7 separate regions of the Mus musculus genome follow, and regions 2, 3, 4, 5, 6 and 7 are each linked to region 1. Evidence: chromatin contacts called from public Hi-C, HiCAR-type, HiChIP or PLAC-seq and promoter capture Hi-C data. All regions are on one chromosome and are shown on one strand. The core of a region is the stretch at or near the end of the contact, and the rest is flanking DNA. Distances in the headings are between cores, read along the strand shown.

Region 1 (3,338 bases), core at 464-2,963:
TAATATTGCTGAAGACTACACAACCAAAAACTCACTAAAAGTTTCTGGAAATTGCAAACAATAAATGATGCTTTTGTTGTTGTTATTGTTGTTCCTTCAAGAAAATCTACTAACATTCAGTAGGAGCAGTGACTCTCTGGCATCTGATCCATCTCAAACTCCTATTTCTCTAATCATTTTCTTAGCCCAGGCCATTCTGGTGACAACTCTACTGTAGATGGGTGTGACCATGAACACGGGGCTCCATCTCCTCTCCGTTCCCAACCTAGAGACAGAGCATCTCATCAGGAAGGGAAGGTCACTGGCATCTTAATCCCTTCCAAGTGCAGGTCACAAGGACATGACATGCACAGTGAAAGCGCTGGGTACAGCAGACTGAGAAATCTCCAGACACCCCCTCAACCTTTTTGTTCAAGTGATAAAGACTATACACCACTAGAAGTCCAGAAAAGTAGATCCTGCTGGTCTACACTGCACCTAGAATAATGACTGAGGCTGCTTGTGCCCAGGAGAGTCAGTTCTGAACTCTCCCCAAAGAAATGACTTTATTAAATAAGAGTATGGAGAAACGGTCAGGCCTAAAGTCACTCCAAAAAAATAAAAAAAGTTTTCCTTAAGTAAGAACAAGATGCCAGTGCATAAGCCACTTAGTTCACCAGAGAGACCTAAGAAAAGAGACAGTGAAGAATCATCCTGGGCTTAAAATAAATTTCAACCACTGACCTCAAAACCATCTGCCAAAATGTATTAGGCTGTGGAACAATGTATGCTCTGAGAATTAAAACAAAACAAAAACAAGTTATCGGTGAGCACTTCATGTAATATTACAGCTGGAAATAAGTGAGGCAAACACATCCCAAAAAGTGATATGGAATGAGCCCTGCTAAAACCACTATCGCCCAGATGACCCACCCAGGGCTGTAATCTCTGAGAAACAGACTTCACTAGAATTGCCTTGCCAACTCACTAAACAATCAAACAACAAGAGGAACAGAAGATGGAGAGCCACAAGGGGAATCAACATCTAGAATTACAGACCCTAAAACCCTAGTTTCCAAGAAGAGATTTTTGAGTTGTGCAAAGACAGGAAAATATAACCCATATACAGGAAAGCAAAGAACAGGCAATAAAAACTACCTCGGAGAGCCAGGGGGTGACAAAGCCTCATTACGAATGTGTTAGAGGAAATTCGGGGACTCATGCTTAAAGAGTTAAAATAAGTCAGTCAACAGGGACAACACAAGATTCAATTAGTAAAGTAGCCAGGACAAAAAGTAGATGCCTGTTTGCCTAGGGCCAGGGTAAAGGGGCTGGTGACCTCCTCCTACATTCGTCTAACTGGTGATATTTTGAAAGGGGAAAGTTCCTGAGAAAACTGTCATAGTGACCTTACTAGGCACTGGTGGGCACGACAGGGTCACTCATCTCTAGAGCATCACCCTGATCCCTCCGCCTACCGCCCCTTCTAGGGCTTTTCGAGGGACCACAGCCGGCAAGCGCCTCTTCAGTCGTGAGCTCCGAGATAGACGCATTTCCCGCTTTCCCTCTCCATCTCCCGCAGGAGGAACAGGGCCCGGACATGCGCACTGAGTTGCTGGCGGGGAGTGGGTGGGGCTCGCGCGCCTGGCTGGCTCCTTGTGCGCATGAGCGGAGCGGCCGCCAGAGCGGAAGTGGAGCTGCGGCGGGGAGGTGGAGCGGGAACGCGCTGAGGCTGGGTGAGCGGCTGACATGGCGCACTTGGGGCGTCTTATGGTTCCCCTGGCAGCTCTGGTCCTGCTGCTCTGGGCGGTCCCTGGGGCCCACGGACGGCGGAATAACGTGCGCGTCCTCACCGATGAGAACTGGACGTCGTTGCTGGAAGGAGAGTGGATGATAGAATTGTGAGTGCGGGGCGCTTGTCTGGGTGGCGGTGGCCTCCGCCGCCCCGTCCCTCAAGCTGGACACCTGACCAGCCCATCTTCCTCGGCCAGGTCTTGAGGTCCCAGCCTTTGCCGCCCCCAGCTCCAGGGTCATTTCCTAACCGGGAATATTACTTTTCTATCTAAGCGTGCACTGAGCCTCGTCGTTGCTAAGCACTGTGGTGCGATTAAAGGATTACGAGCTACATCGAATTCTCTGGAACAGACTAGCGGATTTGAGGGTGGGATTGGGTTGCGATGGAGGTCTTGGCTGTTTCTATAGACTTTTAGTGATCTTTTGTAGACATCCAGACTTTAAGTCTCCAAATTTTTACAAAAGTTGATATTGAACAAAATCTTGCTTTTAACCTGTCATTCGGAAATTGCTATGTTTATTCGGAAATTGGTATTTGTAATGCCTGAATTTTGAGCTCTTTATTTATTTTTATTTTGTGAGTTAGTTTTTTTAAATTGTAAATGCCAAATAAATGGGAATATATTAAAATCTTTATTTTCTTTTTTTTTCTTCTTGCCTACATTCATTTCTTTTGATATGAACCTCATTTTTCCTTGACCGGTGCGTTTGCAATTTAGAGAATGGCTTGAATTGTGATTTACAGGCCTGCGAATGGTATTGCACATGCATTAGTATGATTATTGATAGGCCCTTTAAATACTCCAGTTCATCATTTACTATTCAAACAAAATCACTTATCTTGTGTGATAATTCTACTTCAACAGTGTCCGCCGTCCTGCTGCTGTAGGAAATAAACTACCTTTGGCCTTTGTCTTAGATGATAAATTAGTGGAATGGTTAATTGACAGTGTTCCTGATACGGCATTATTGATGTGGCGAAAGCACCACCATTGAATGGTCATTGTTTACTGACACTACCCAGTATCTTTACATATGTTTTGGGGTGGGTAATTATTCTACATAATTCCTTATAGTAGATAACCACTCCCATCCCCTGCTTTACCGATTGGCCTGTTCAGATGCTGTCATAGTAGCTTTGTTGGGCTTCAAGAGTAAATATATGCAAGCGTTGTTAGCAACCCTTAAGCAAGATTCTGGTGTTTGCCTATGTTGTGATTGTGTTTAGGGCTGTACACTAAGGAAGAGGTGGAAGTGAACATCCTCAAGAGAGAACCTGGGTGAGGTCCATGATACCTGAGTTGTGAAACAAGAAAAAGGAGATTGCAGTAGGGAAGACGTTTAGTGTACTGACAGTTGGCCGTTCACTGAAGTCAGTTTTCAGGAGAGGAACGCTAACCAGTGCTGTTAGTTTTCAGTCACTGTCATGAATAGGCAGGAGTGACATGATATGTAAAATATAGTCAAATATTACAGAAAGATACCTATAAGCTTTCTTTTGTCACACTGTAAATATCCACAAAGGGTATAAAGGGGACCTACAGTAGCATAATGCTGAGATAAAA
Region 2 (3,301 bases), core at 492-2,991, 370 kb after region 1:
TGTACGTGCTCACACTTGTGGAAGCCAGCAACAACTTACTATTCACGGTCTCCAAAATGGAAAGGCAATTGAAAGGTCTGCTGGATAGTTGTTTTGGAGTCTTTTGTTTGTTTTGTTTTGTTTCCAAGACAAGGTTTCTCTGTGTAGTCCTGGCTGTCCTGGAACTCACTCTGTAGACCAGGCTGGCCTCAAACTCAGAGATCCACCTGCCCATCTCTGCCTCCTGTGGGTTGGGATTAAAGGTCTGCGCCACCATGGCCCACCAGGCTGGCTGGCTAGTTTTTATGTCAATTTGACACAAGCTAGATTATTTGGGAAGAGGGAACTTCAACTCTTGAGACCTGCCCCCAACCACACTGGCCTTTGGTGAATTTTCTAATTGATGATTGATGTCAAAGGGCCCAGCTCACATGGAAGGGAGAGGGGCTACAGTCCCTGGCTTGGTGGTCCTACATACATAAAGAAGCAAGCTGAGCCTGGCCGGTAAGAAACACTTTTCCACGGCCATGCCGGGTTTCTGCATTGAGTTCTTGTCTTGATTTCCCTCAGCGACGCAGTGTGACTTGAGAGCTGTGTGCAGAAATAAACGCTTTGGTTTGGTTTGGTGTTTAATCACAGCAATCAGCTATTTCAAATACAGCTTCTATGGGGTATCAAGTGTTCTTCCTCAGGTGTCTGCACCTACATGAAAAAGCTAGAATCTCAGATTCTCCTCACTGGAGCAGCACCATCCACAAAACACTTAGAAGCTTGTAACTGTGGGTGGCAGTGCCCCCACCACACACACACACTTAAGCTGCTAGACACCTAAGCAGGTCCAGATAGGTGCAGCACAAACAAGTGGACTTCGCTTCTTTACCCGACTACCAAAAGGAGCAAAGAACCCTCCATTCCTCTTGGGATCTTTGGGGTTATTGAAATCTTCTAGGGCTGTCTTTTGCACTGCTCACAGCCAAGCCGGCAACCTTCACCAAGGGTACACATCATTTTGAGGGCCACAGGCAGCGGCTGTTTCAACCTGGGGAGACAGACTGAGCGGGGGCGGATGGGCTTAGGCGGCACTCACAGCCCACATGCAGGATAAAAACCGTGAGGTCGAAGTGGGCGCCTGACGGGAGGGGGATAGAGGAATCACGAAATCTCCTCTTCTCGCAGGGGCCGCCCCAGTTCAGATTTATTAAGCCGCAGCTCACGTAAAACAACCACCCCCAGGTAACCCGTCTAGGCCTGTGAGGGAGAGGCTAGGGACTAGGGTGTGCGGGAGGATGGGGGGGGGGGGGGCATGAGCGGAGAAGGGGACCATTCCGAAGGAGGGGAGGGCGGACAGTCTATTACCCTCGCACCGAAGCCTCTGTCCCTTTGGGAAAGGCATGCAAAGCATATCTCACTCTATATAACCCACTTGAGCCCGACTCGGTTATCCGATGTCACCCGCGTCCCCTGGTCCCTGGGTCTCTTCACCCCTCCGCAGGACTCTTGGTTGGGTCCGGGGCGGAGCGGGGCGGGGCGGGGGGGGGCAGCGCTCCACGTGCAGCCGCGATCACCCCAGCTCTCTGCTTCTTCCGCTGCTCGGTCTCCGCCTTCAATTTGGGGCGGGGCGGGGCCTCGAGCAGGGAGGGCGTGTCTCGGGCGGGCCGTGGGCGTGAACTCGAGGGGGCGGAGCGGAAGGCGTGGGCGGGGGGCGGGGCAGCTGCAGCGTTGGTCTGGCGGCAGCAGGAGTGCTGGGAGCTGCGAGTAGGCTCGGCGCCGCTGGAGCAGACGCCGGTTGTGAGTCGGAAGCCTGGCGCTGTCGACTTTGGAGGTACGCGCGGGAGCGGGCGCCGGCCTGCTGGCCCCCTTTCTGGGACGGCGCGCCCTGGCCGCCGCTGTGCCCCCTGCTGGTCTAAAGTGCGATTCCCGGCTTTGCCGCTCTCGGCGTCTTTCTTCTTTCTCACGGGGCTCTGGGCGTCGGGCACCGGGCGGGCAGGTCGCCTCTCCGCGAGTTGGAGCTCGCCCACGCCGGGGCGGGAGGCCCGGGGCCCCCGGGCAGCCTCGGCCGCGAGGGAAGCGCGGAGCTAGGGGGCTGGGCTCTGCGTTCCTGCGCCCCGATCTCCGAGACTCTGGCTCGAGGGGTGCCTGCCTGTAGCGCCCCGTCCGTAACTAGCTGGGACGAGCCGTGAGTCCCGCGTACCCGAGCGATGTGCGGTATTGCCTGTTGTGCGCGCAGGCCGGACAGCCCACTTCGGGAAGGCACCCCAGCGCGTCTGTCCGGTATCCCCGCCAGTGCCTAGTGTGGGAAACCCTGAAGGGGGCCTTGGGGACACACGAGTCCCGGGTGCGGCCTGCAGAATTTTGGTTTCTGGAGGAACTTAACACGACCAGGTAAAGGAGACCACTAGCCTCCCCTCCGGGAAAGCGGGGATGTGGACAGCTCGGGGCCACCCAAGTGAAGTCTACAGGATTTAAACAACACTTGGAGTTCTAGAATGGCTTAGCCTGATGGTGGAGCGCTTTCTTAAAGGCAGGAATGGATGGAAAGCTGTCAAAGCAAGCACATTTAAAGTTGAGATAAAAGCTGGAACAATTTTCAGACCGTACAGTTGTGTGGCTAGTGTCGGAAGAAATTCTGGCTCAGTGGCCCCCTTACACCTTTGGGGGATTTGTTTATTTATTTATATAAGCGGCCAGTCTGTTTTGCTAGCATTGCACCCCGGGAGCTGTGTAGTGCCCACTGCGAGGAAGGAAAACTTGTGCAAGGATTCTCGGCGCGTTTGAACGTGGAAGGGAAAGCGTACCTTGCCAGATTTTCCACGCATGATTCCCCCCTTTCTTTGGACCGAGTGGTGTTTGTTTACCGGTCTTCGAAGCATCCACCTACATTTAGTTTTTGCACGAAATACCCACTGTTGCCACAGTGTGTAGTTTGGGGATTAGAGAATGCTTTTGGAGAAAACTGCTAGTGGCTTCATTTTCCAAGAATGTAAGTCATTTCCTTTCTGTGGTTTCAGGGAGTTGATATTTCACAGCATCAAAAACTCTGTGGGGAAAATTTTCCGTAATACATCTGTCATTTAAAAGGCCTGTGACTTTTGAGTTTTCTTAAGAACAGAGCATAAATTTAGGCCCGACTTTGTTGAAAGGACAAAAAGAGTTTTTGTTTGTTTGTTTTCTCTTATCCCGAATCTAGAGCATTGAGAGTGCTGTAGAAAGTTGTAACAGCCAAGACCTACAAATGGCTTGCAGGATGGAGAGTGGGGGAGGGGAAGAGAGCAGAATGGAGCAGGAAAACAGATGCCTTTTGCTTCGGTCCTTTGTAGTAAAA
Region 3 (3,034 bases), core at 14-2,513, 470 kb before region 1:
AGGAACCCCTGTGAGCAGCTTTCCCAATTACAATATGAGGTAATGCTTAATTTAAGTCACACGGTTACTTCCAGTTTCCAAGAAGGAAACTTACACAAGGGGTCCAGCTCCTAGAATGAGAACCAAAGGATTAGCTCTCTGACTACCCAAGAATTTTAAAAAAGGAGAATCAAGGCGTTCAAGTTAAAAACTCAAATATTTTAAACGGAGAAGAAAAGCTACGTACGGGAGGGGACGGAACATATGTCGGAAAGAGGAATAAAGTTAGGAACTTGCCTGGTATGGCTGAAATTATTCTGAATACTTTGCTTTTTTTAATTTTAGGAGCAAAGCCTAATCCAAATACGTTAATGGCTTGTCTACTCTGGGAAATGAAAAGACTCTGGGTAGTGGCTACAAGTATCAGGTTCTTTGCCTCACAAGTCTGTGTCCCGCTGAAGGACTAAGGAATCCAGTCTCTCTCTCGTGTGTGTGTGTGTGTGTGTGTGTGTGTGTGTGTGTGTGTGTGTGTGTGTGTGTGTGTGTGTGTGTGTGTGTTACTTAGGGCGCTGGTAGTGGCTACAAGTATCAAGTCTCTCGTGTGTGTGTGTGTGTGTGTGTGTGTGTGTGTGTGTGTGTGTGTGTGTTACTTAGGACGCTGGTAGTGGCTACAAGTATCAAGTATCAGGTTCTTTGCCTCACAAGTTTGTGTCCCGCTGCAGGACTAAGGAAGGAATCCACTCTCGCGTGTGTGTGTGCGTGTGCGAGTGCGTGAGCCGACGAGTGGCGCTGCGATGGTCGCAAACGCGGGGCCCGGACGTACCCAGCAGAGAGGTGCCCGGGTCGAAGCACTTTTTCCCCAACACCACGGACAGCCATGCATTTCCCAGAGTCGGTCTTCCAGCACCACCCGAGGCTGCGCCGGGTCCCCACCCGCCACCGCCCACGACACTCACTCCGCAGCAGGGGCGACGTCTCCTTCTTCACGTACTTGCCCTGCACCTCGGCCGGCTTAGACACCTCGTTTTTGGTTTTCTTGCGGGACAGCATCCTCGCGGACGACTCCCGCCGCCGCCCCAGCAGCCTCGCTAGGGCCGCGAGCCTGCCGCCCGCCGCCGCCTCCCGGGCCGCCGCCGCCGCCTTCGCCTCGGGTCTCCGCCGCCCGCGCCCGCCCGCAGGCTCCGCCGCATGTTGGCCGCGCTAAGCGCGCCCGCCGCCGCTCAGTCGCAGGGCAGCTCCTCCCGGGAAGTCAGCCGGCTCAACGACGCCGCCCGAGGCCGCCTTGGGACAGGGCCGCGGCCGCCCACCAGGGCCATGGTCCGCCGCCCGGAGCCGCTACCGCTGCGGCCACCGCCTACGTCCGGTAAACTTTCCCCGCGCCGCTGGGAATGCTGGGAAAGCCGACGCGCACGGGCCGCCCCTCCCCCGCCGGGCGCGGACGCGGCTGCGTGCGGCGACTCGCGACGGGCGGGCGGCTAACGGGCCGGGTGTGGCGACCATCGCGGCCCTCAGTGCGGCTGCGCGGGCCGGCTCCCGCCGCTGGGGAGCTGGAGTCCGGGCGGTCCGGAGCCCGCTGGGCGGCGAGCGGCTCTCGCCTTGGACTTGCCTACCGCCCTGCTTCCCGCAACCGCAGCCGCGTGTCCTGGTTGCTGAGGGAAGGCAGCCCTCGGGTGTGCTGGGACCGCGAGGGCTACACCTAGTAACACAGATGACTCTTCTGGTGACAGCGTGACTACTGTAAAAACTGAGTCTCCGTTTCTTCTGTCCTCTTATTATCTCCCCCAACCCTTGGTAGCCCACCCCCTTTTGTGCCCCCCATCCCCATCCGCGCTTTCGGATTAAAAAAGAAGATGGAGTTTCTACAGCTCCTAAGATAAATTTGACGTTAGTGTATTTATTTCATCATTTTAATATGTATTCTTAATAACCACATGCCTTCTCTTGCAGTTAAGTCTTAGAATTTTGAAGCCTTTGAGCACCAGAGTTCAGAACTGGGAGTTTTCTATCTAATATATCAGATTCTACTTTGTTCTCTTTAACTCGCTCAGGTACACAGAATAACTTGGAGAATAAGATTGGGACTCACTCCTCTTGATCAAAGTAAGGCTTTCATAATGAAGAGAATGTGCTTAAAACACAGAAGCAAAACACCAACCTCAGAACAAGACACCAAACTGCTCTTTTTTTTAGCCATGCACAAAGACATTTAATCAGTTGTCTGTCTCCTGTGTTTTTATGAAATGTTTCCTTGTTAAAGGTCCCTATAATCCTATAACAAATATTTTATTGAGCACCCAGCATCCAAGGTGCTGTTTTAGGTGTCTGGGATATAACAACAAAGGTCCTGCGGTTATGGGGAAGAGAGATCACAAAAAATAAAACTAGTAAGCCATAGTATGTAACAGAGTGAGCGCTGAAGGAAGCATAAACAAGAGAGATCCCACAGCTTGGAAAGGGGGTCGGATAATGAAGCCAGTGAGAAGGCAATGCTGGAATTAGCTTGCTATGGTGCTATCTGGAGTGAGGCCTCAGAAGAGCAAATGCAAGTCACTGCAAGTGGTCGTGTTTCTGGCTCATTGTAGGAATAGGAAGAGGGTCACGTAGCTGGAACTGGAACAGAGAAGAGTAGAGGGAAATGAAGTTCCTTGGTAACTGGCCACCCACCTAGGCCTTTGGAGTAGAGGAGAGACGTATTTAATGCGATCACTTTGGATGCTGTGTGAGAGTAGACTGAATGGGGGAGTGGGGTTTCAAAATAAGGGAGGTGATAAAAAAATATTGCTAGCATGCATATGGATAAAGGCAGCAGGACAAGCGCTAAGTGATTGTAGGCATTTTAGAGTTGCAGCAGGGTTTGCTGACAGATTGATTATGGCATAAGAGTAAAAAAAAAAAAAGCTAGAGAAAGGACCCAAGGAGCTGAAGGGGTTTGCAGCCCATAGCAACAATATGAACTAACCAGTACTCTCAGAGCTCCCAGGGACTAAATCACCAACCAAAGATTACTCATGGTGGGACTCATAGCTCCAGCTGCATATGTAGCAGAGGATGGCCT
Region 4 (3,439 bases), core at 518-3,017, 420 kb after region 1:
CCCAGCAACCACATGGTGGCTCACAACCATCTGTAATGAGACATCTATGGTGTACTTACATATAATAAATATATAAATCTAAAAAAAAGTGGTAAAATTGCAATTATGAAGTAGCAACAAAAATAACTATATGAAGGCAGTTCACCACAATATGACGACCTGTGTTAAAGGATCACAGCATTTGAGAACACCGCTGTAGGGTATACTTATACCAAAACATTGAATACTGTATAAAAATGTATCCATTCATGTAAGAAAAAATGGTAAAAGACAGAACATACTGCCAAGTAAATACCTTTAATGGAGCAAGCTCTTCTAAAGGCCCTGTTTTTCATGCATGATCTGAGACCCTGACCCACGTGTCATGAGATTTATGAGTCTTGTGTAAGATTGCATTGGTACCCGGTTATCATGCTGTACAACTGATAGTCATTGAGACACAGCCCCAGGTTGCAGAGATTTCCAAAAACCAGGGGTGATTTTACTGATGTCAGGGTGTCCTGTGAAGGTGTAGATTTACAAAGTTTAAAAAGTGCCTGATTGTGTCAGTGTGGCTGAATTTAAGTAGCTCAAGTGTCTTTCTTTTTCTCTCCCTCCCACAGGTTAAAATTCTGTGTCACCAGTTGCTGGTCCAGGTGTGTGACCTGCTCAGGTTAAAGGACAGTCACCTCTTTGGTCTCAGTGTTATACAAAGTAAGTTTCAGTCCACTCTCTGGTATCTTTAGCCAACTGTCTCCAAGGACATGACATTTTAAAGTCTAAAGCCATCGTGCTACGTGAGCTGTCAAAATACCCATCCACTGATCCCCGTTCCAAGTGTAGTATTTATTTTCCAATGTCAGCTGATGTACTTCTTATGTGATTTGGGATTTTTATTATTGTTGTTACGTTTTAGACTTAGTAATGTCGTTCCTTTTGTTTCATTTTGTTTTAATGAGCCAGGCTTGGTTTTTATTGTTGCTGCTGTTTTCGTGACCACGGAGACCAGCCCTATCTTGGAGGAAAGGAGATGGTTTTTGTCATTTGTCATTACCATCTACAACGCTACAAATGATAATGGCTTGTGACATTACCAAAATTTTGAACATAGTAAAACTGCCTTTCTTCTGTTCAGATTCTCTTGCAATTAAAAGTATGACAGTGATGGATTAATTGAATTTTTTTTTTCTGTTTTTCGTCACGTCCTTTTCTTTTTTCTAGTCAGGCGGTGTGACTGTAAAATGCAGTCATTTTCTTCCACCATTATATTAGGAATTTGCAGGGAAGGATTTCATAGGCACTCCCTGTCTCATGTCCCTTACTTAGCACCAGACCCTTGGGACTTACAGCCATTTGTTAAAAGCTCTCTTATGTCAAAGTATATCTAGAAATTTCTCCGCTTTACTTTTTAAATCTCAGAATATTTTAACATGTCTGCTCATCTTTTTCAAGGAGATTTACTTGTGTTTAATTATACTCTCTACATTTATGTGTATAGTCGTTTTCTCGGATTGTTTTAAATCTAAAGGTTGTGATAGTTTGAGAATCTGGTCGGTGCTGTGAATGTTTATATCTGCCAAGTTAGAAAATATATTGTCAACAGAAAAAGCGGGCTCCCTTTCTTCCAAAATGGGAACTGTGTTCGGTTGCCTTTCTTGGAACATGGAATGAGGAATGCAGACAGCCCTGCATGTCAGCCATTTGCCCTCTGCTTCACTCCTGTAGTAGTCAGTGCAGTGAAAACAGGAAGGCTAACCACCATCTTTGGGTCTAGAAGCGGGAAGCTGCTGCCTAGATTCCAGACGACTCTTGCTGTGCCCTCAAAGGCGTTCTTCCTTCTGCACCTGCAGCCAGACTGTTGATCTCTGTGGTTCAACAAGCCGGTCCAAGAAAACCAGTTCATAGCTTCCTCCAGATTCCAAACAAGAGCTTTTAAGTTGCTCTTTAAAGGAGAGTTTGCAGTGTGGTGAAAGAGCAGTGGAACGGCAGTCAGGTGACCTGGTTCAGATTCTGGTTCTACTGCTGGCTAGCAGTCGTGTCTGAAGGGGTTCAGACATGCCACCAGACTTCCCTCACTGTCAAGACAATGTAATGTGACAGACAGAAGCTGCTGTTGTGCCAGCTTTGCAGGATGGACGTGCATTTCAGAATTTGCATCACAGGTTTTTCGTTCTTAGTGTGGATTTGGATTCCCAGGCAGGTGAGGAGGAAGTATAGAGGGTTCTAGAACACCATGCACATGCAGGTATAGCGTCCCCACTGTCATCCCCAACCTGACACTCTATCGCCCAGAGTCCATCCTTCCCACGTGGCTTCCCTCCTGGTGTTTGTATCCCACGACTTTAGACAGATGTACTGCATGTATCCACCATCGGGGTGTGGAGGATGGCTTTACTGCCTTGAAGCCACTCACACCATTTTAAATTGGTGACTGAAATTGTCACTGTCTGTTCAATAGTTGGAAAGAATGTACTTTGAACATTGGCATTTTTAAGATTCAGTCAATCTAACACTCTTTAAAAATCCATCTAAATAGCAAGAATCACAATGCCATTCTTTCAGTTTTGTATTGAAATAATTTCAAAGTTCCAAGAAGACAATGAGAGTCTCCTTAGGTATTAACACCAACATTTCTTCCTCCATCTGTGATCTACCTTCCTGTTTCCCATCTCTCCACACGTGAGACCAGCAGCATCTTCTACGTAACCACGTGGCAACATTACAATCAGGAAGTCCATGCCCCAGTGCTAAGTAGTCTTTAGTTTTCTCCAGGGGTCCTAGGACTGTCCATCATAGTCACAGATGGTCTGGTTTCAAGTCTTTATTCTTCAGCCACCCCTCAGCCTCCCTTGTGGCCTTGGCTTTTTTTTTTTCCTCCCCCTTTTCTTTTTTTAAGAGAACAGTCAGGTTACTTTGTGGAATGTCCTTTAATTTGGGTTTGGTTTATGTTTCCTTATGGTTAATTCAGGTTATGCGTGATTTGGGTGGGGATATCAGATAAATGATAAAGTGCCATTCTCACTGTACAGTATCATGGGGCACACTAATTATTTATGTCCTTATGGTGATGTTAGTTTTGGCAAAAGTTCCTCCACACACTTTCTGTGATATCCGTGAGCTCGAGTTAACACTTCTGATGACAATCCAGTTCCATGAGATTCAGTCCGCCTCTTCTTTCCATTGCTTATGGCTTCTTTCTTCAACAGTGAGAAACCTGGCTTATTTGCTCGCACATTTAGGAGTATATTATATATAAAGGATATTACAGAGGTACAGAGTAGTCTAGGGCAAAGTTTGGGAAGGGGAACGCAGCTCTTCTGCTCAGTTTGTGTCTACCAGTCTATATGTGTCCAGCTACCCAGAGTTCTCAAGCTAGATAGCTCTGGTCACACTGTCAAGTGACAGACACATAAAGGTAATTTAAGGTGTGCACTGTGCTCACAGACTCCCCGAGACTCTG
Region 5 (3,231 bases), core at 118-2,617, 480 kb after region 1:
GAAAGCTAGTTCTCAGGGAGGAGGCTTTCTGGTTAGAACCTCTGGGTCCTCTGTCTAAAGTGCATGGTGTCTTAGCAACAACGACTTATCCTCAACCTCTGCAATGCAACTAAGAGCAACAGCAAAGCTTGTTTGGGGAGTTTCTTGGACATCTCTGACAAACTGCTCAAACAGCATCTCCTTGCCCAGTGCTGGGATTTTTGTTAGATGACTGTGAGAAAATGTCTCTTTTGCAGACTGTCTGGACAGTTTTTTCAGTTGGGTCAACATTCTTTGCTTCCAGCCAGCAAGAGAAATAAATCAGGGTTTTTTTTGTTTGTTTGTTTTTTTAATGTACTCTTAAATCTTTCTTTTTAAAAAATACTCCACAAGAGGTTCCATTCAAACATCTGAGATTATTAAGGAATATATTTGTTTTGTGTTCATTCTTTTTTTCTTTCTGCTAAAATAACCACGATATTCTCCTTATTAAATTTTTATTTATTTGTTCTCGATTTCATGTATATGCTTTGATCATATCTTTGCATCTTGCCACCATGACACCTGGTTTCTCCTCTTCTAGAAATCCAATCAATCTCCCCAGCAACAGGCAAGAACTGCTGTCTTAGTAACTATTCTATTTCTGGGAAGAGACAACATGACTAAGACAACTCTTATAAAAGGAATCGTCAATCGGGGACCTGCTTACAGTTTTAGTTAATGATGGGGGGGTGGGGTGGCGGGCAGGCATGGCAATGAAGCAGTAGCTGAGAGCTTTACATCTTAATTGCCAGGCAACAAGGGTCCGGGGTGGGGGTTGGGGGCAGAGGAGGCAGGGAGGAGAGAGCTGCGCCTAGTGTGGGCTTTTTAAACCCCAAAGTCCACTCCCAGTGACACACCTCCTCCAAGGTCAAATCTCCATATCCTTCCAAAACTGTTCCAGTCCTCGGTGACTAAGCATTCAAACAGATGAGCCTAGGCGCGCGGGGGGGGGGGGGGGGGGGGCGTTCGCATGTAAACCACCACAAATACTGCTGTAATTAAGGAGCATTTCCGCCTTCCCAATCCAAGTTTTGAATTTAGATCTTAGGATCCTTTTCTAGAACTGCTTCGGGGAGAGTGAAAGCCAATCTCTTCTGAGCAGACTCTATCTTGTGTGTTCATTGCGGCGACTAAATGTCATGATAAACGACCAACACAGAACTGGAGAATGAGAAAGCGATCTCAAGTTCCTGCCTCCCCTCCTAAGCCGCTAAAAATCCTTACTACGCCGCGCAGGCGCCCCCGGCCGCTGAGCGAGAGGACCCGGGAGGCTCCGCCCCTCTAAGGTGTCCGGCGCGCCTGACCGCCTCGGCCTCCGCGACGTCAGGCCTCTCCTTGGCCAGCCCGGGTCCTCGGCTTTGTGAGGACCCCGCCCCGCCCCCGCGCTGAGGCAGCCCCCCCGCCGGGCGGACCACTTCACCCTCTCTACGTCGGTCTCTCAAAGATGCCGCTCTACGAGGGCCTTGGGAGCGGCGGCGAGAAGACAGCAGTCGTGATCGACCTAGGAGAAGCTTTCACCAAGTGAGTGGCCATGGGCGGCTGTGGGCCCGAGGGACGTGCCGGTGGTCCCGGACTGGCAACCGTCTTTAGGCCCGCTGGGCACCCGGGACCTTCCCCCGGCGATCCCGCGAATGCTAGCTCACATCGTTGCCTTAAGGCAAAGCTCAGTCCACACTCAGTGATGAATGTGTTGTCAGGGAGGACTCTCTTGGGCAATGCGAACCTGTAGGATCTGGTGGCCTGAGTGGGATCTGGACTCCTAGAGAAGCCCAGGAAGCTCGGGGAACGGTGTCCCCCACCCCACCCCCGTCTAAGGTGATCAGGGGCCATCACTTTAACTTTTGACAGCGATGACCCAGATTGTGCTTGCCTCTGGCTGGGTCAGATTGGAAGGAAACCATCGAATTGTAACGCTTGCTGACTCTTTCCACCATAAAACATTTATGGGATGGAGCCCCATTGGTTCTGGAAATAGATTGTTCTCCAGGAGTGTAGGAAATCAGCTATGGAGCCCTGGCACATGAAGACAGGAAGCCGCATAGAAATGAGACGGGAAATTGTTGGTTACCTTATAATACTCTTAGACCCACATTTTGCACTTTAAAAAAGCAGTTTGTAAGCACGGGAGTAGTGGTCCTCGAAGTGGCAGTCAAAGGTAGAGATAGCAAAACACAAATTCACAAGCCTTGGAACATCTGGACAGTATGAGAGGATGCTGGACGGTTTTAAGTTCTTTGGACCATCCATTTAAGAGTCCTTGTATTGGACTCAAGAACAACACAGAATTACATGACATATATGTATATATAAAGTGATGTTGTGTATGAAATACATATTAGGCTCCAGAAAGCTGAGAGTTCCATCATATATACATATTATGTGTTTGAGGTGAAGTTATATATGAAACAGATGTGTGGATTATTTTTGCATATTTTAAACACTTCCTAACCTGTAATAGATGTTAAGCAACTATTAAATAAATGGTCATAAGAACAGACTTAAAAATTGGTCCTTAGAAGCTACAGAATTGGATTAAACATAGTTCTTGATTATCCTCTCCTTCTCTGACTCTCCCATATTCATCTTACTTTTTTAAAAAACATTAATATAATAAGTAGAGATTACTACCTGAAAATAATTATTGTGGCTATACATTGAAAATATAAATTATTATATAGGGATGTGATTGAAGACAGAAGGACATAAAAGTTTTCAAAGGCAGAACTTAAGCTACATCATTACAAAGTCCTTGAGGACTTTGAGGAGCACTGAATATAAGTAACATTGAAGTGAAAATGGAGAGAGATGTCTAGGCACAGGGGAACAGTGCCCAGGCGGGGGAAGAAAAAAAAAAAAGGTGTGATTTCCAATATGGTCATTTTAGCAACCTTTTTTCCAGCACAAAAGAAATGTGGCACTGACTACTAATTTTTCTCTTTTTCTTTTTCTTTTCTTTTCTCTTTTTGTTTTTTTTTTCTTTTTGAAATAGTGTCCAGTGTGGCCCAAGCTGCCCCAAACTTCTAGTCCTAGTGCCTCTGCCCTCCTGAGTGCTGGCATTGTTCATGTGCCTACTGTGCTTGGCTTAAACCAAGACCCACAAGTTGTCTTCTCCCCTTCCTATGTGCACTGTGTCATTCACGCACCCATGCACATAAACACAGGAAATAAATACTAATAAAACCAGTGTCCATGTCCTAGTGTGAGTGTAGG
Region 6 (3,276 bases), core at 383-2,882, 440 kb after region 1:
AAACTGCAACATGTTCTGCCCACACTCCACACCACTGCTGCCATGGTCTGGACCTTTTCCAGAACTGTGAAAATCAGAGCCAGGCCATGGTGGCGCACACCTTTAATCCTAGCACTTGGGAGGCAGAAGCAGATCTCTTGAGTTCGAAGTCAACCTGGTCTGCAGAGTGAGTTCCAGGACAGCCAGGGCTACACAGAGAAACCCTGGCTCAAACAAAACAAACAAACAAACAAAAAACTGAAACTTGTGACCCAGTTTGCCCTCTTCATGGCCCAGAATCAGTAGTGATGTTAAGACTCTCTAGGGCACCGTGATCATCGACTCCTGAAACTCACACCACATCACTCTTAGTTAAGATTTTGTTGAAGATGACAGATCTCTCAGCCTCATTCCTTTCCTCAAGGGATTTTTGATCCTGAGATTCTAGCCTGGAGAGAGGAATCCATTTTGACCAGTTTCCCAGTGCAGTCTACATGTGTGACCTTGAGCTAGTGACTCGGTTTCTCTCATTCATTCTTGGACCGTTATAGCAAGCTTTTCACTGTAGATGTCTTGTGAGGATTAAATGAATTGATGCCTGCTTAGTGCTCAGATATTGCCGTCCCAGCATTGGGGTCCAATAAATTGAAGAACCAATGCTTTAAAAGAAAACGCACAGTCTATTTGTGAACTACAGTCCACTGGTGCTTGGCCTCAGCTCCATTTCTTATTTGCTACATTCAGGTGTTAGGATTGCTTCTGGAGGGAGGGGTCTCCTATGCTAGGACAAAGACGATGAACACGCCCAACCCAACCCACCCTCCAGGTTTCCCAGAAACCCAGAGTTGGTGTCCCATGTCCTTTGACGGCTCTGATGAGGAAACATGTCCCTCAGAGGATGGTCAGTTGAGCTTCACACGTCTATAAGAATCTTACTTTAAATATAAAGGGGAATTTGGCAGTTTGTAAAGTTTTCTGCCACAGTCTGATTAGCATGTTTCCTCCACAGGGCAAGAAGTTTGAGATTTTGCCAGATGGCCTTCCCTCCGCCAGGAAGCTGGTCTACTACACAGGGTGTCCCACGCGCTCCCGGCATCTCCTGCAGCTCCTGAGCAACAGCCACCGCCTCTACATGAACCTGCAGCCCGTCCTGCGCCACCTCCGCAAGCAGGAGGAGAATGAAGGTGAGACAGTCATGGTCATGGCGGCATGAGTCCCAGTCCCTCATGGGGAAAGCAAAGGGTGGCTTGCCTCAGCTGGCCTCTCTTTATGAGATAGAATTTCTCTGTGTAGCCCTGGCTGTCTCGGAACTCTCGATGCAGACCAGGCCTGCCTCTGCCTCCTGAGTGCTGGGATTAAAGGTGTGAAGTACGGTGCCCAGCTGCCTCTGCTGGCCTCTTTCTCTACCTGCCAGGAATAGGAAAATTTTAAGAACCTCCAGAATGGGATTTTTAGAGACATGGACCAGAACTTGAGAGCCAAGTTGCATTGAGTTTGCAGTCCTGTAGGGATGACCGAGCAGCTCCTCCACCTCATGTGTTTAGAGTTTCTAGCCCCTGACTTGAAAAGCTTGCAATGGGCTAGGGTGGAAGCCTTCTGTACCCGAGTGCTGAGTGTTCCTGTCTGCAGCTGTCTGCAGGAAGTTGTAATCCCTTCCAGTGTGACGCTTTCCTTAGCCCCAAGTGAGAGTGAACATAGACCACAGCTTCTCTGATTGACAGCAGGGAGACCCTCAAGCTGACCCTATAATAATAACAATGGAGAAGGCCTTTTCCATCCAAGGACTTTGCCCAAGCCCCTGTCAAGGCTTTGAGGAGATGTGCTGGACCTGAAGACGATCTTTGAGGTCCTAGCGCTGTTCCTGAGAAGGGGCAAGCTGTGCTGTGGGAGGAAGGAGCCCATGTTGGGGGCCTGTGGCTGCTGACGAGTTTAGCAGTTTCTGTCTTGGTCATCAGTTATGGCGCCCTGGGCCTCCTCCACTTAGTCAACACCAGCTTCTCATCCCCAAAGGCCTTGTCACATATTTGCTTAGAATTGCTTTCAGTTTGTTCCGCAAAAATCCCATTGTGGTCATTGTCACAGTAATCAGATTAGAGATGGAATGTCTGCCTGGGCCCTGGGACACAGTGACTCCTGCTTTAGGACTCTATATGAAACAAGTGCTGACCAATGCTCCCATGGAGAGCAGGGGCTGTCCTCCCTCTAAAGAAGACGTGACGTGCATCTGATCAACTTTTCTAAAGCCAGACATGGCCAGATGTGTGTGAAGAATCCCTGACTGTACAGTGATGAGAAGGCGAGTCACCCACTCCCTGCCGTCTGCACTGTGACTCTTCTGTGGCAGGAGCTAGTAGCACTGTGAGGTGTAGTGGCTTCTACCGCAGACTGCCCGTTTTTCCCAGATTGACTCACCTCTGGGCTGACATGAACACTAAGAGGAATCCAGACAAATGTACCAAGAGGGAGCCTGTGAGACAGATGAGCCAACTGGGTACAGAGCCCATGGTTGTTTTCCAAATGTAGCTCATTGCTAAGTGGCTACCATGGCACCTTAAAAGGTTCATCTGTCCCATCAGCTCTCAACCCAAAGCATTTAGTAATGCAGATGACCTTAAGGGGAGCCCTTGAGAGTCTGATCTTCCCTGCAGAGATAAGGTAAAAGTTGAGAAAGATGCTGAGGTCTTGGAGGCCAGGGCATCATCCCTTTAGCGTATTGGGAGCTTAAGTGAGCAAATGTCTGTTCACTCTGCCACCATAACAGAACACCCCAGGCTGCTGATGCATAGAGAATGTCTGGCAGGGACTTCCTGATGCATCATCCGAAGGGCAAGGAGCAGGCACAGGAGAGTCTAGGAGGCCTCTCCCACGGCGGCGGCAGCAACAGTGCTGTTCCTGACAGAGCTCCCACAGCCTAGTCACCTCTGAACAGCCCCACATCTCACTCTGACACAGCACTAATGAAGTTTTAGCCTGAGTTTGAGGGGGCATTCAGAGCACAGTAGGGGTGGAGGAGTGATAACGGTGTAAACTGCAGTGCTTATTTGGTGAGTTTAAATAAATGATAGAGACAGGATTCTTACAAAGAAAATATGTTTGTTTGTTTGTTCATTTGTTTTACTTAGAGGTATCTTCAGATCTGAAGAAACTGTCACACCAAGTTTCTGTGAGCTAGCTTTGCTGCAGATCCACTAGTCCACCTGTAGTCTGGATTATTTTAACCAGAAAAGCCCTTTTATGGCATTAGTTGAGCATAAAAAGAAGGAGTGTTCTTACATTTCACTTCTATGTACCTTTCTA
Region 7 (3,443 bases), core at 495-2,994, 450 kb after region 1:
TGTCCATAGCAGCTATGATTTGCCTCGTGCAAAAACAATGTATTATGAAGTTTATAAATGTATATGAAAAAAAAAGTCTGACCATAAAGCATAAAGACCAAGAGATGAAAATATAAAATCAAAAGAAGTAGAAATTTGTTTCTTATAAAAAGCCAAAAAATGAATAGAACTACATACCTCTATAAGTATAGCATGAATGCAGCCTAGACAACATAGAAGCAAAGGAGTATGGATCTGTTCCAAATAAAGAGATAGTTATACACATACAGAGAGAGAGAGAGAGAGAAAGAGAGAGAGAACAAGCTGGTTTTGGCTCCCAGGCTATCTATGATGGAAAATATTGATTGTCAGCCTGAAAAAGTGCCTAGATTATAATAAGGTGTCCCCCAACCCCAAGTATATCTGTAAGAACATTTCAGAGAAGATTAATTAGTGGGCAAAGAACTGGACTGGATGTGGGGTGTACCATCCCATGGGCTGAGGCACAAAGAGATTAAGAAGAAGAAAGTGAGAGCTGGAAAGATGGCTCAGAGGTTAAGAGCACTGACTGATCTTCCTGAATGTCCTGAGCTCAATTCCCAGCAACCGCATAGTGGCTCTCAACCATCTGTAATGGGATCTAATGCCCTCTTCTGGTATGTCTGAAGACAGCTACAGTGTACTCATATGCATAAAATAAATAAATATTTTTTTACTTCAGCCTTTTAAAAAAACTTTTTATTACATATTTTCTTATTTACATTTCAAATGTTATCCCCTTTCCTATTTTCCCCTCCGAAAACCCCCTATCCTCTCCCCCATCCCCCTGCTCACCAACCCACCCACTCCCACTTCCTGGCCCTGGCACTCCCCTATACCGAGGCATAGAACCTTCACAGGACCAAGGGCCTCTCCTCCCACTGATGACCGACTAGGCCATCCTCTTAAATAAATCTTTAAAAGAAAAGGAAAAAAGTGGAGACAGGCCTTCTCTGTGTGCATCCTGGCTGCTGTAAAGAGATCTGTTCGGTTGATACCCCTGACACCTCTGAGACAGTGAGCTAACACAGATATTCTACACTAGCATGGTGCAGAGACACGACATGGTTATCAGTGTGAGCTTACCCGTTAGGTGCATTGCAAATGAGCGTGAAGGACATTGAGCAAGGGTCTGAGTAAATTTGAAGAGACCAGCGAATGACAGAAAAAGACCTTTGCTGTTTTCTTCTAAACTACATATTCTTCTCAGGAAATTAGTATTTTAGAGAAACATCATAGGCCGGATGGGTGATTTAGTAAGCACGGGTGTTTGCAGCCAAGCCTGATACCCAGGTTTGAGCCCCAGAAAACGCATGATATCCTCCCACACATTGTCCTCTGACCTTCACATACACACACATACCACATGCACACCTCCATTAAATAGATGTGAATTTTAAAAATTAAACTAAATGAATCGGGGAGTAAATGCCTTTTAGAGAAAACTCTATCATCAATATTGTTGGGGGTAGAATGTATTTCACGCAGAAGACTAGAGAAGGTTGTCACACAGAGAAGAGAGAGCTTTACAGTACAGAGCTAAGTGAATGTTCCAGGGAAGAGTTGAGAGAGAACGGGAGTCCTCCCCGGAAAGCAGTAGCAAAAGGTCAAGAGGACAACAGGAAGAGAAAGAAAAGGCGAGGGTGCCGACATCCAGGACCTGCAGACATGGAAAACCAGCTGGTGCTCATGGGCCAGATGGAAAGAGAAGGCTTGCAAGAAATGACTCAGAGGGAAGACAGGCATGTCCAAACAAGGAAGAAAAAAAAAAAATGCAGGGAACGCCCGAAAACCAGTTCAAGGCAGATCATCAGGGAATTTTCAAAAACCGAGAAAGTCTCATAAACGTGGTTGTTTCTTAAAGAACGATACAGGAGGTTTATAGTTCTGTGAAGAATGAAAGAGCTGGTGATACAAATTCACACTGAGCAAACCAAAGAGCAGCAAACTGAGGACACCTGGTCAGGTAGCACTGTCTGCTCCCTACCGGAGCAGAAACCAGTGCCTGGGGGAGGGTGTGTGTAAAGGTGCCTGGGAGAGTCTCACCTTTGCTTTTAGAAAGCTGCTAATGGCCTAACGTGAAGGAAGAAGCGTTTAGAAAGCAGAATGCCTTTGAGAAGTATGGACATAAATCCTCCTCTGAAACCACACTGTGGGTTGAAATCATTGCTGTGTGGAAATGGTGCCTAGTAGTGTCTTTGACTCTTAACTTATGCAAATGTACCGCTTGGATACAATGTTTTTGTTGTTGTTGTTTCTTTTTTTTTTTTTTTTTTTTCTTTTTTTAAAGAGATCAAATTTATTTCACTCACTAACTACTGAACTGCTCTTAGTGGCTTCGCTTTCCTGGAAAGGGTGGCGTTGATGGGGTGGTGACATGGCTTCTGTCCGGCAAGTATTGCTGTGTTTGGGTAGAAAAGATAGGACGGATGCATAGCCCAGTGGGCTGCAGCTCCTCCAGAGGCCCAAAGACGCTTCCTGGCAGTGAACTCGGACTATTCAGCGAGGTGCTGGGATATTAATGAAAAGCCTGGAGGGGCCACATGGGAGTTGTTAGTAGGAAGGTGCCAGAAGGTAAGGCGGCTCCCTTTTCTGGGCAGGCAGGGGAGCGTGGCGCTGATGCCCTTGAGAGCGATCTGGTTTGAGTTTCCTCACTGAGAACAGCCAACAGATGGGTGTCTGGTAACCCAGCGCCCCTGTTAAGAGGATCCAAGTCAATTGTTCCACCTGGCACTGGGGCCGGCTCTGCCTCCAGTTTCAGCTTCAAGCCTCTTGGGGGCTAAGGACAAAAAGTGGAAGCTGAGACTGTATTCAGAGGGAGGGGCTGTAGACACAGAGGGTGCGGTGCCTGGAGTTGAGGGAAAGGATATCTCACCAGAAATCTGTGAACCAGCCCACCCTAGATCAAGGGCTAGGAAATCTAAAGGAGGCTCTGAAGCTACATCGGGAGCTTTTCTAAGAGCCAATCAGAACCTGGAGGAGTGCTGCCAAGGACCATGAAACCCATCCAGCCTTCAACTCCTCTCAGACTCCTGTTGGTACTAAACATACACACCCGAGCCACAGCCCCAAGCAGCCATCTCTGAGTTCTTTATCTTCTTCTTCTGTCCCCAAGTTCAGATGCAAAGGGAACTGTCTGCACCCAGGAGCCTGGGATGAATGTTGAAACTCTGCCTTTTAAACTGGGGACCTGACCACCTCTGTCTGTGATGTATTGGTGCCACAGGAGCCCACGGAAGGTGAGGGCGTGGCTCCCAGGTAGGGGGCGGAGCTCCCCAGTAGGGGCGGGGCTATTTGGTAGGGACTCTCCTATAGGTCATTGCCATTTTTTCATTCCAGTCATCTCCAGGGAGTGATGGTGTGAAAAAGGAGGGGCAGAGATCATCAGGGAAGGTGAAGTGATGAATGTATTAGATGCTAAAGAT

Evidence for each region. Promoter capture Hi-C pulls out the DNA fragments that hold promoters and counts their contacts. A called contact is a pair of places that touch in the nucleus more often than the background predicts. HiCAR-type assays count read pairs that join an accessible place to other places. HiChIP or PLAC-seq counts read pairs in DNA pulled down with a chosen protein or histone mark. Capture Hi-C pulls out chosen DNA fragments and counts their contacts.
Region 2: a contact with region 1 is called in a promoter capture Hi-C map of liver, with 7 times the contacts expected there. The contact joins the promoter of Frmd6 here to the promoter of Tmx1 in region 1. A contact is called at or near these places in 22 of 39 promoter capture datasets (the 3T3-L1 cell line, 3T3-L1-derived adipocytes, the C10 cell line and 13 more), 12 of 484 Hi-C or Micro-C datasets (B cells, CD4 T cells, CD8 T cells and 6 more), 13 of 115 datasets of contacts at active chromatin or transcription factors (the 230-238 cell line, DN3 thymocytes, Th17 cells and 8 more) and 4 of 9 other capture datasets (adipose tissue, liver, macrophages and 1 more).
Region 3: a HiCAR-type map of astrocytes shows a contact between it and region 1, with 2.7 times the contacts expected there. The contact joins the promoter of Sav1 here to the promoter of Tmx1 in region 1. A contact is called at or near these places in 7 of 39 promoter capture datasets (cranial neural crest, embryonic stem cells, erythroid cells and 3 more), 1 of 484 Hi-C or Micro-C datasets (the G1E-ER4 cell line) and 1 of 115 datasets of contacts at active chromatin or transcription factors (astrocytes).
Region 4: a contact with region 1 is called in a promoter capture Hi-C map of cranial neural crest. The contact joins the enhancer-like site here to the promoter of Tmx1 in region 1. A contact is called at or near these places in 11 of 39 promoter capture datasets (the 3T3-L1 cell line, the C10 cell line, cranial neural crest and 6 more), 1 of 15 datasets of contacts at CTCF or cohesin (the NIH/3T3 cell line), 1 of 484 Hi-C or Micro-C datasets (bone marrow-derived macrophages), 2 of 115 datasets of contacts at active chromatin or transcription factors (acute myeloid leukemia and large pre-B cells) and 1 of 9 other capture datasets (adipose tissue).
Region 5: a promoter capture Hi-C map of adipose tissue shows a contact between it and region 1. The contact joins the promoter of Actr10 here to the promoter of Tmx1 in region 1. A contact is called at or near these places in 25 of 39 promoter capture datasets (the 3T3-L1 cell line, 3T3-L1-derived adipocytes, the C10 cell line and 17 more), 1 of 15 datasets of contacts at CTCF or cohesin (the NIH/3T3 cell line), 2 of 484 Hi-C or Micro-C datasets (B cells and bone marrow-derived macrophages), 21 of 115 datasets of contacts at active chromatin or transcription factors (the 230-238 cell line, the SCID.adh cell line, acute myeloid leukemia and 17 more) and 5 of 9 other capture datasets (adipose tissue, embryonic stem cells, liver and 2 more).
Region 6: a contact with region 1 is called in an H3K27ac HiChIP or PLAC-seq map of acute myeloid leukemia, with 9 times the contacts expected there. The contact joins the enhancer-like site here to the promoter of Tmx1 in region 1. A contact is called at or near these places in 18 of 39 promoter capture datasets (the 3T3-L1 cell line, 3T3-L1-derived adipocytes, the C10 cell line and 12 more), 1 of 15 datasets of contacts at CTCF or cohesin (the NIH/3T3 cell line), 2 of 484 Hi-C or Micro-C datasets (bone marrow-derived macrophages and embryonic stem cells), 16 of 115 datasets of contacts at active chromatin or transcription factors (T-cell acute lymphoblastic leukemia, acute myeloid leukemia, craniofacial prominence and 13 more) and 2 of 9 other capture datasets (adipose tissue and macrophages).
Region 7: a Hi-C map of muscle stem cells shows a contact between it and region 1, with 2.1 times the contacts expected there. The contact joins the enhancer-like site here to the promoter of Tmx1 in region 1. A contact is called at or near these places in 15 of 39 promoter capture datasets (3T3-L1-derived adipocytes, the C10 cell line, the HPC-7 cell line and 10 more), 3 of 15 datasets of contacts at CTCF or cohesin (the NIH/3T3 cell line, embryonic stem cells and large pre-B cells), 7 of 484 Hi-C or Micro-C datasets (CD4 T cells, bone marrow-derived macrophages, cortical neurons and 3 more), 23 of 115 datasets of contacts at active chromatin or transcription factors (the 230-238 cell line, T-cell acute lymphoblastic leukemia, craniofacial prominence and 16 more) and 5 of 9 other capture datasets (adipose tissue, embryonic stem cells, liver and 2 more).

The regions. Positions count from the first base shown.
Region 1 is chr12:70,451,441-70,454,778 of GRCm38.p6, forward strand. Tmx1 (thioredoxin-related transmembrane protein 1) reads left to right here and starts at 1,714. Exons shown (of 8, transcript NM_028339.1): 1 at 1,714-1,880. The coding sequence starts at 1,729.
Region 2 is chr12:70,823,773-70,827,073 of GRCm38.p6, forward strand. It overlaps Frmd6 (FERM domain containing 6), which reads left to right and starts at 1,742. Exons shown (of 14, transcript NM_028127.3): 1 at 1,742-1,801.
Region 3 is chr12:69,985,739-69,988,772 of GRCm38.p6, forward strand. It overlaps Sav1 (salvador family WW domain containing 1), which reads right to left and starts at 1,264. Exons shown (of 5, transcript NM_022028.2): 1 at 936-1,264. The coding sequence starts at 1,029.
Region 4 is chr12:70,871,889-70,875,327 of GRCm38.p6, forward strand. It overlaps Frmd6 (FERM domain containing 6), which reads left to right. Exons shown (of 14, transcript NM_028127.3): 3 at 603-693. Among named protein-coding and RNA genes, the nearest start is that of Gm32664, 30 kb to the right of the region's middle. Within about 2 kb of position 1,768, at least 17 of the 459 cell types and tissues checked have an H3K27ac peak or open chromatin away from gene starts, as enhancers often do.
Region 5 is chr12:70,936,490-70,939,720 of GRCm38.p6, forward strand. Actr10 (ARP10 actin-related protein 10) reads left to right here and starts at 1,368. Exons shown (of 13, transcript NM_019785.2): 1 at 1,368-1,542. The coding sequence starts at 1,466.
Region 6 is chr12:70,888,944-70,892,219 of GRCm38.p6, forward strand. Frmd6 (FERM domain containing 6) reads left to right here. Exons shown (of 14, transcript NM_028127.3): 10 at 989-1,163. Among named protein-coding and RNA genes, the nearest start is that of Gm32664, 13 kb to the right of the region's middle. Within about 2 kb of position 1,633, at least 51 of the 459 cell types and tissues checked have an H3K27ac peak or open chromatin away from gene starts, as enhancers often do. A contact at or near this core is called in the NIH/3T3 cell line, embryonic fibroblasts, extraembryonic endoderm stem cells and 1 more, where this site is marked.
Region 7 is chr12:70,905,342-70,908,784 of GRCm38.p6, forward strand. Gm32664 (a long non-coding RNA gene) reads left to right here. Exons shown (of 4, transcript XR_381658.4): 2 at 3,134-3,257. Among named protein-coding and RNA genes, the nearest start is that of Gm32664, 3.7 kb to the left of the region's middle. Within about 2 kb of position 1,745, at least 31 of the 459 cell types and tissues checked have an H3K27ac peak or open chromatin away from gene starts, as enhancers often do. A contact at or near this core is called in muscle stem cells, where this site is marked.